2 separate regions of the Canis lupus genome follow, and region 2 is linked to region 1. The links are chromatin contacts, called in public Hi-C maps. All regions are on one chromosome and are shown on one strand. The core of a region is the stretch at or near the end of the contact, and the rest is flanking DNA. Distances in the headings are between cores, read along the strand shown. Region 1 has its middle 140 kb from the start of UST. Region 2 has its middle 32 kb from the start of ZC3H12D.

Evidence for each region. Hi-C and Micro-C count contacts between places; a contact is called where the count stands out from the background.
Region 2: a Hi-C map of amygdala shows a contact between it and region 1, with 8 times the contacts expected there. The contact joins two enhancer-like sites. A contact is called at or near these places in 4 of 9 Hi-C or Micro-C datasets (amygdala, blood and skin fibroblasts).

What each region holds. Positions count from the first base shown.
Region 1 is chr1:39,748,301-39,752,556 of UU_Cfam_GSD_1.0, reverse strand. No RefSeq gene overlaps it. Among named protein-coding and RNA genes, the nearest start is that of UST, 140 kb to the left of the region's middle. Within about 2 kb of position 2,521, at least 5 of the 20 cell types and tissues checked have an H3K27ac peak or open chromatin away from gene starts, as enhancers often do.
Region 2 is chr1:40,503,714-40,507,776 of UU_Cfam_GSD_1.0, reverse strand. No RefSeq gene overlaps it. Among named protein-coding and RNA genes, the nearest start is that of ZC3H12D, 32 kb to the left of the region's middle. Within about 2 kb of position 1,881, at least 7 of the 20 cell types and tissues checked have an H3K27ac peak or open chromatin away from gene starts, as enhancers often do.

The DNA.
Region 1 (4,256 bases), core at 1,272-3,771:
ATAAATAAGTTCTGGGGACATGATGTACAACCTGATGATGATTGTAGTGAACAATAGTATTATGTATCTTTAAAACTTGCTAAGAGAGTAGGTCTTAAAAGTCTCACAAGGGAAAAAGGTTCATAACTGTGTGAAGTAAGAGATACTAATTAGAGTTATTGTGATCATTTTGCAGTATATACATGTATCACATCATTATGTTGTGCACTTAAACTAATACAATGTTGTAAGTCAGTAATGTCTCAATAAAACTGGGGAAAGAAATAAAAGGAAACAAGATGCTTTGTGGGTTTGGTAGGCATCCAGAGACCTCCCTCAGGGCTCTTGTTTGACTGTGAGGTCAAATGCTCTAGCAAAGGGCACTAAGACAGGGCTCTGGGTTGTCAGAAAGGGGGTAGTGTAGACAAGTTATTCACATCTTTCTGGAGGAGATTAGACCTAAAATGGTGGGATTCGGACAGAGAAAGTAGGGTGGGCAGAGAGGATTCTAAACTGGGGAAGAAATTCAAGCCAAGATGAACATGGGGATCACTATGGAATATTCCAGAGACATTTCATTGAAGCTACACGGCACCTCTGACTCGAGTAGGGAGTAGGTGTATTTGTGGAGGGTCTTGAATGCTACTTTCAGGATTGATTGCTATGTCCTGAAAGAGCTTGTAAATAAGAGGCATTCTACCTGTGGAGGATTAGTCAGGATTACTCAGGATTACTGAGCTGAGGCTTTTCTGTCTCCAAAATCTCACTGTCTGCTTCACCAATACCAAGTCCCTGGAATGAGATGGCTGCAGAAGCTTTCTCTTTCCCCCAAACTTGGACTACTGCTAATCAGGGAAGGTGTTCTCAGCAAATATTTTATAATCACTGGTAGAAAGTGGTGCTCTGGCTTGAGGGCACCGAAGGACCCAAGCTTTCATCTACCCTTCTGATTCCCCCCCTCTGCAGGTGGGCTTTTGTCCCTTGACTGGTGTCACATGGGGTGCCATCATGTCAGGCTCTCACCCCTTTATGACCAAAGAGCAGAAGGAGGGTCTTGCCCTCATTGGTGAGGGAAATATTACCCCAAAGACCATGGTCAACTTCGCCTGTATCATCATTGCCCAGAAGTGGCTGCAAGGGAGGCTATTGAAGGGAGGACCCAAAGAAGAAGAAAATTGTTCTGAGCCAATCAGGAGTCATCTCCTGGGGCTGGGAATAGGGAGGCCAAACAAATCTGAGATTTTGGCATAAGAAGGGGAATGGCATTTGGGTAAAGGTTAGTGGGGTGATCTGAGCCTTTTCTCCCATTCTCCTCTTTTCCCAGGTGACAACACCAAGGCGGAGTACTGGAGGCACCCACCCAGGGTCACAGAGCAAACACAGAGCCAGCATGTGCTCCCTCCACGCTGGTCACTGTCTTCTCTATGGTCATCCCAACACAGAAAACCAAGTACTGGTGGTTCTGTTCAAATTCTGAAGGCCCTCATCTCACTGATGGTACTCGTAGTTCTTAACTCTCACTCTGTGTCAGAGTATTATGAGGAGAACTTTAAAACAAGGAAAGAAAATGAATGTCCATCTTCTATCCCATGAGATGCAGATTCAACTGGTTTGGGGTGGGGCCCCAAAGACCTACTTTTCAAAAGCTTTTGAGGCATAGTGGTGTGTTTTTAACGGGTTAGCTTGGCTGGGCTATTGTTATACTGTGTTCTCCCCAAAATTCATTATGTCAGGACCTTACCCCCCACCCTGCCCCCGCAGTATGATGGTATCAGGAGGTGGGGCTTTTAGGGGTAATTAGGTTTAGATTAGTCCTGAGACTGGAGCCCTCAGGAATGGGATTAGTGTCTTTATAAGACATGAGACAGCTTGCTGCTTCTCTCTTTCCCCAAGAATACAGTGAGAAGTCAGTAGTCTGCAACCTGGAAGAGGACTCTGACCAGAACCTGACTGCGCTGGCCCTCTGATCTCAGGCTTCCAGCCTCCAGAACTGTGAGAAATAAGATTTCGGTTGTTGCTAAACCACTCAGTCTGTGGCATTCTGTTATAACAGCCGGAATTCATGAGGACAGCTACAGTCCCCGGTTAGTCAACTAAACACTAACTCAGGTGTTGCTGCGAAGGTATTTGTGGCTGTGATTCTAGTCCATAATCAGTTGACTTTAAGGGAGTCTGATCTGGGTGGGCCTGACCCGGTGTGTTGAAAGGCCTCAAGAGCAGAGCGGAGGATTCCTGGTGAAGTGGACACCGCGGCCTGCAGACAGCAGCTGCCGCCTGGCCTCCCTGACATCACATCCTCTGGGTTCAGGCTTGCCTGTCCAGGCTCCACAGTCACAAAAGCTCATCTGTGCCCTGAAGATGCATCTCCCGCGGGTTCTGCTCCTCTGGTTGAACCCAGACTGATAGGCCAGGTGATTTCAATATGCTGCTCAGGCTGAGACCAGGGAATATTCGGCAGTGGTTAAAGCCAAAGGGCGTGGGGACCAAACTGCTCCAGGCCAGCGCTCATCTCTCTGCCTACCCCTGTGTGAGGCCCTGGGGCTGTGAACGGGGATGGGGTCGCGTCTAGGCAGCCACAGAGGTGCAGGCCGGATGCTTCGGCGCCTGGAAGCTCAGCGCGCGTCCGCAGGGGAGGCGGCGGCGGCTCTTCATTCGCGGGGATGAAATGCCATTCAAACAGCGACGAGTCTGGTTTCCCACCTCATCGACACCTGAGGTTTGGGGCTTCGTTTTCGGGTCACCTGACGCGTCCTTCCCGAGCCTGTTCCGGGCGGCGGGAAGGCACTTGGCGCGCGGCCCCTCAGGTGCAGCCCGGGGGGGTGGGGGGGCAGGTGCAGCCCGGGGGGGGGGCAGGTGCAGCCCGGGGGGGGGGCAGGTGCAGCGGGGGGGGGGGGCAGGTGCACCCGGGGGGGCAGGTGCAGCCCGGGGGGGGGCAGGTGCACCCGGGGGGCAGGTGCACCCGGGGGGGCAGGTGCAGCCCGGGGGGGGCAGGTGCAGCCCGGAGGGCAGGTGCAGCCCGGGGGGTGGGGGGGCGCAGGTGCAGCCCGGGGGGCAGGCGCCCCGCCCCGGGAGTCAAGGAGTGAAAGGCTGGAGCCAGGAGCGCCACGGGGTGTCTCACAGCGGCCCGGGACCAACATTCTCCGATGCGCCCTCGGCTGGAAGGCGCCGGGCGTCTGGCGAGCAGGACAGCGGTGAAAACGCTGCTGCGCCTCCCGCCGCCGCTTTTCCTCCGGGCGCCGAGCCCCGCTGCTCCCTCCAGCGGCGCTGCGCGGGCGCTCGCTCCCCGGGGTCCGGTGCGGCTCAGCCTGGCGCACGAGAGCCCCCTGGTGGCCGCACGCCGCGGCGACTGCTCCTGCTTCTGCTGTGGTCCGGGGTCCTTGCCTTTGCTGCTGCTCACAGGCCCCGGTGAAGCTTTTTTTTTTTTTTTTTTTAATTGGAGTTCAGTTTGCCAACATATAGCATAACACCCAGTGCTCATCCCGCCAAGTGCCCCCCTCAGTGCCCGTCACCTGGTCACCCCTAACCTGCCCACCTCCCCTTCCACTACCCCTTGTTCGTTTCCCAGAGTTAGGAGTCTCTCATGTTCTGTCCCCCTCACTGATATTTTCACTCATTTTCTCTCCTTTCCCTTTATTCCCTTTCATTATTTTTTATATTCCCCAAATGAATGAGACCATATAATGTTTGTCCTTCTCCGATTGCCTTATTTCACTCAGCATAATACCCTCCAGTTCCATCCACGTTGGAGCAAATAGTGGGTATTTGTCGTTTCTAACAGCTGAGGAATATTCCATTGTATACATAGACCACATCTTCTTTATCCATTCATCTTTCGATGGACACCGAGGCTCCTTCCACAGTTTGGCTAAGCCTTTGACAGGTGGAGAAGATCGGCCGCTTTACCGACTTACTGTCACCAGCCATCTCTGTGTGACCTCAGCCGCTCCTGTCACCTCTCGGGGTCCTGTCTCCTCACCTATAAACTGGGAGGGTTGAAATAGATCCTCTGGGTTTTGACATTGAGGATTCAAGAACTTGTGATTCACAGACAGTCACTCATTCAACAAATACAAATGTGTCGAGTGCAGAGGTTCAGACTGGTTAGAGAGCAAACCTGTGCATTCCTGGGCCTTACACTGTAGCAGGAGGGGACAGGTGATAAGCAACATAGAGAAGAAAGTAAGTAATATGTCAGAAAATGATCCATGCTACCGCTGAAGACAGAGCAGAGAGGCAATCAGGAGTGACAGCAATGGTGAAGTCAGGACGGGGCTCTG
Region 2 (4,063 bases), core at 632-3,131, 760 kb before region 1:
TGATAAATGGATAAAGAAGATGTGAGATTATATATCTCAAAAAGTTGCCCAGGCCATTCCAGCACCTGGAATGTGGGGATTTCATATATATATTTCATATATATATATATAATCCTCACAGGCTGGAGTCTGGATAGCATGGGGCTGATGCCTAATATATATATATATATATATATGTATATATATATGTAAATAATATGTATATATCACTCAGCCATCAAAAAGAATGAAATCTTGCTATTTATAATGACATGGTTGGAGCTAGAATGTATTGTTATGTGAGAAAAGTCAGTCAGAGAAAGACAATAAACCAAATGATTTCACTCATATGTGGAATTTAAGAAAAAAAATAGATGAACATATGGGAAGGGGGAAAAAAGAGAAGGGGAGGAAACAAACCATAAGAGACTCTTTTTTTTTTTTTTTTTTTTAGAGACTCTTAACAGAGAACAAAGGGAGGGTTGCCAGAGGGAGGTGGGTGGGGGATGGGCTAGATGAGTGATGGGCATTAAGGAGGGCACTTGTTATGATGAGTACTGGGTGTTATATGTAAGAGATGAATCACTAAATTCTACATCTAAAACCAGTTTTATCATACATGTTAACTAATTAGAATTTAAATAAAAACTTAAAATGAATAAATAAATCAGAGATGTTTACCTTTATGTTCTATGACAAAGGTAGACTTCTAAGAATACCATTTATCTCAGTAAGATTAACTGAAGTTCAAAAAAAAAAAAAAAAGAAAATGCTGAGCATAGATTATGAAGAATAAAAGTAGATTGTAAAACAGAATTCATACTTCTCTTTTGTTAAAAATACATATTCTTTTTTTTGTTTATTATTTATGATAGTCACACAGAGAGAGAGAGAGAGAGAGAGAGGCAGAGACACAGGCAGAGGGAGAAGCAGGCTCCATGCACCGGGAGCCCGACGTGGGATTCGATCCTGGGTCTCCAGGATCGCGCCCTGGGCCAAAAGCAGGCGCTAAACCGCTGCGCCACCCAGGGATCCCAAAAATACATATTCTATTTATAGAAAATAAATTCTCTAAAGATCAACAGAGTCTATCTGGGTGGTGGGATTATGATTACAGGTGACTCTCTCCTCCTTTCGGTCTTTATATATTTTTCTAAATCTTCTATAGTCAATAGCTTTCATAACAAGAAAAAAATTCCTTGCTACACACCACTGCCTTTTAAAAAATGCTAAACTATACACTCATTATAAAAAATTCAGAAGATTCAGGCACCTTGAATTGACATGTGATAACACCGAAGGTCCTTCTGGACCTCTTTCCATACACGCATGCATATTTAATTGAAAGAGAATCCTCAGGGCACCCGGGTGGCTCAATGGTTGAGCGTCTGCCTTTGGCTCAGGTCATGATCCTGGGATCGAGTCCCGCATTAGGCTCCCTGCTTAGTGGGGAGCCTGTTGCTCCCTCTGCCTGTGTCTCTGCCTCTCTCTTTGTGTCTCTCATGAATAGATAAAATCTAAAAAAAAAAAAAAAAAAAGAAAGAAAGAAAGAAAGAAAGAAAGAAAGAAAGAAAGAAAGAAAGAAAGAAAGGAAGGAAGAAGAAAGAGAATCCTCACAGGCCGGAGTCTGGATAGCACTGGGCTGATGCCAGTGACATGACAGTCCAGGTGAGCATAATGCTGGTCCCATGGCCAGAAAATCCTGTGCAGGCCCTGGTTCCTGGGAGGGTTGAAGGACCCTGGGAGGTATCCCCCCAACACCCCAAAGCTCTATGTCTGCCCACTGCTGTGTCTGCTTTGTGGGAGACCCATCACCTGGTGGCACCCGAGGTCACAGACACATACTTTGGGGATCATGATGCCATAGGAAAGGAGGCAGCCCTCGTTGTGGAGAATCTGGCCCTGGAGCGTCAGGGCCTTATGGCTTGGGAGAGGAGGAAGATGGACATTTCCTCATTCTCTGTTTGTGTTCTTTGAGTTGATTCAGCTCCAGGGAATTTTTTTGGCCAAGTTCAAAATAACTCTTCATGATCTGTTCAGTGCAAATGCAGTTGATTTATGGTGTTGCTGACCTTTGATTCATTGGCAAAGCACTGCCTGGGGCCCTGGGGAGCTGTTCCTTTGCTTGTTTACCCAGGGTGATTTAGGAGCTGCAGTGCCAAGAAGGTTTTCCTATTTCTTCCACCCTAGGACCTGACCGCGTGACCCCTGCCCCCAGAGCTCACACCCTGGTGGGGCGCAGCCTCAGATTTTGTACAGAGTGACGGTTATCTTTTGGATGCCCTGGACCACGTCACTCAGTCTCTGGCTTTTAATCCCTTTGAAGAAGGCCCCAGAGAAACTCCCCAAAGCAGCTTCTCACACTGCACTCTGCCACTGGCAGGCCAGCGTCTCCCCCATCTTCTTTGGGCTCCTGCTCCTCCATTGTGGAGGGGCTGCTGGGGAGTCAAATGAATTATTATTATTGATGCTGACAGGGTAGCCTCCTTACAGAGTCTGCGAGCACAGCCCGGGCCTGCAACCCCTGATGTGAACCACTGGTATATGCAACACGAATAAGTCTCAGAATAATCATGCTGAAAGAAGCCGGTCAGACAAGAGTACGTACTGTATGATTCCATTTATACAAAACTCTAGAAAATGTCAACTAAGCTTCCGTGCCAGAAAGTAGAGGAAAGGTTACCTGGAGATAGAGGAGTGGGGGAGTGGGGGGGGGGGAGGGATTGCCGAGGGAGGGATTGCCAAGGGAGTGATGACTATGTCATCCTCTTGATGATTTCATAAGTGTGTGCAGATGTCAAAACTCCTCAATTGTGCACTTTATTTTTTTTAAGATTATATTTATTTATTTGGAAGAGAGAGAGAATGAGAGAGAGAGCATGACAGCAGGAGCAGGGGGACAGTCAGAGGGAGAAGCAGATTCCCCACTGAGCAGGGAGCTCAACGCCAGGCTTGATCCCAAGGTCCCAGGATCATGACCTGAGCTGAAGGCAGAGCCACCCAGGTGCCCCAGTTGTACACTTTAAATATTTGAAGTTTATAGTATGTCAATTATACCTTAGTAAAGCTCTTTACTTATTATTTTTTTGAGTGAGAGCATGTGCTTTGGGGGTGGGGAGGGGCAGAGGGAGAGGGAGAGAGAGAATCTTAAGCAGACCTCATGCCCAGCACAGAACCTGGCATGGGGCTGGATTTCATGACACTGAGATGACCTGAGCCAAAATCAAGAGTTGGACGCTCAAGCAACTGAGCCACCCAGGCGACCCAGTAAAGTTCTTTAAAAGAAAAAGAAACCTGCGCAGAAAATGTGTTCCTAGAAGAACTAATTCTGGATGGTTTGATGATGACCATAGAGCTGGTCCCAGCTTCTCCTTGTCACCCTCCTGTCTTGTACTGAGCCCAGCAGAAGGTGTCCATGCCTCATCTGTGTGCATCGAATGTGCTGCCCTAATGTGTGCATCTCAAGCTGGGTGGAGGTCGGTAGAGAGACCACAGGGTCGCTGGGCCCTCTGTGGAGTGTGGTGGCCTGTCCCAGCTGTTTCCAGGCTCTCCATCCTCAAGGTGGGTCCTCTGATGGCGGGGCTGCTTGCTTCAGAGCTAGGCTGGCCCGGAGCCCCATTCAGGCTCTGCTCTGGCATTCAGCACCTCTTCCCTGGCCCATCATGGACACTCCCGGGAAAGATCCCAGAGGGTGGCAGCTCCTTCGTTTTCAGTTCCAGTCACCAAAGGGCCCCCGAGGGTGGGTAGCTGAGATAAGGAGGAGGGAACACAGACAGACAGCCCTCTAAGTGCCACCTTCCTGGTTCTGGCCCTCTAGCAGGCCACCACCGATTTTATACCTACTGGTTTTTACCTAGTATCTTCCAAGCAGTAGTATCTGTGAAGTCCTGGGGTGACACATTAGCCACAGTTTCCCCAGACATTAAAATAGACAGGTAACAGAAGCCATTTCTACAGAGACAGAAAAATTCATGGTGTCCTGAGGCCGGGGCTTGTTGGGAGAAGTAGGGTACGACAGCTAAAGGTATGGATGGTGGAAATGTTCTAAGTTTGATTGTGGCATTGGGGTACAACTCTTTACTAA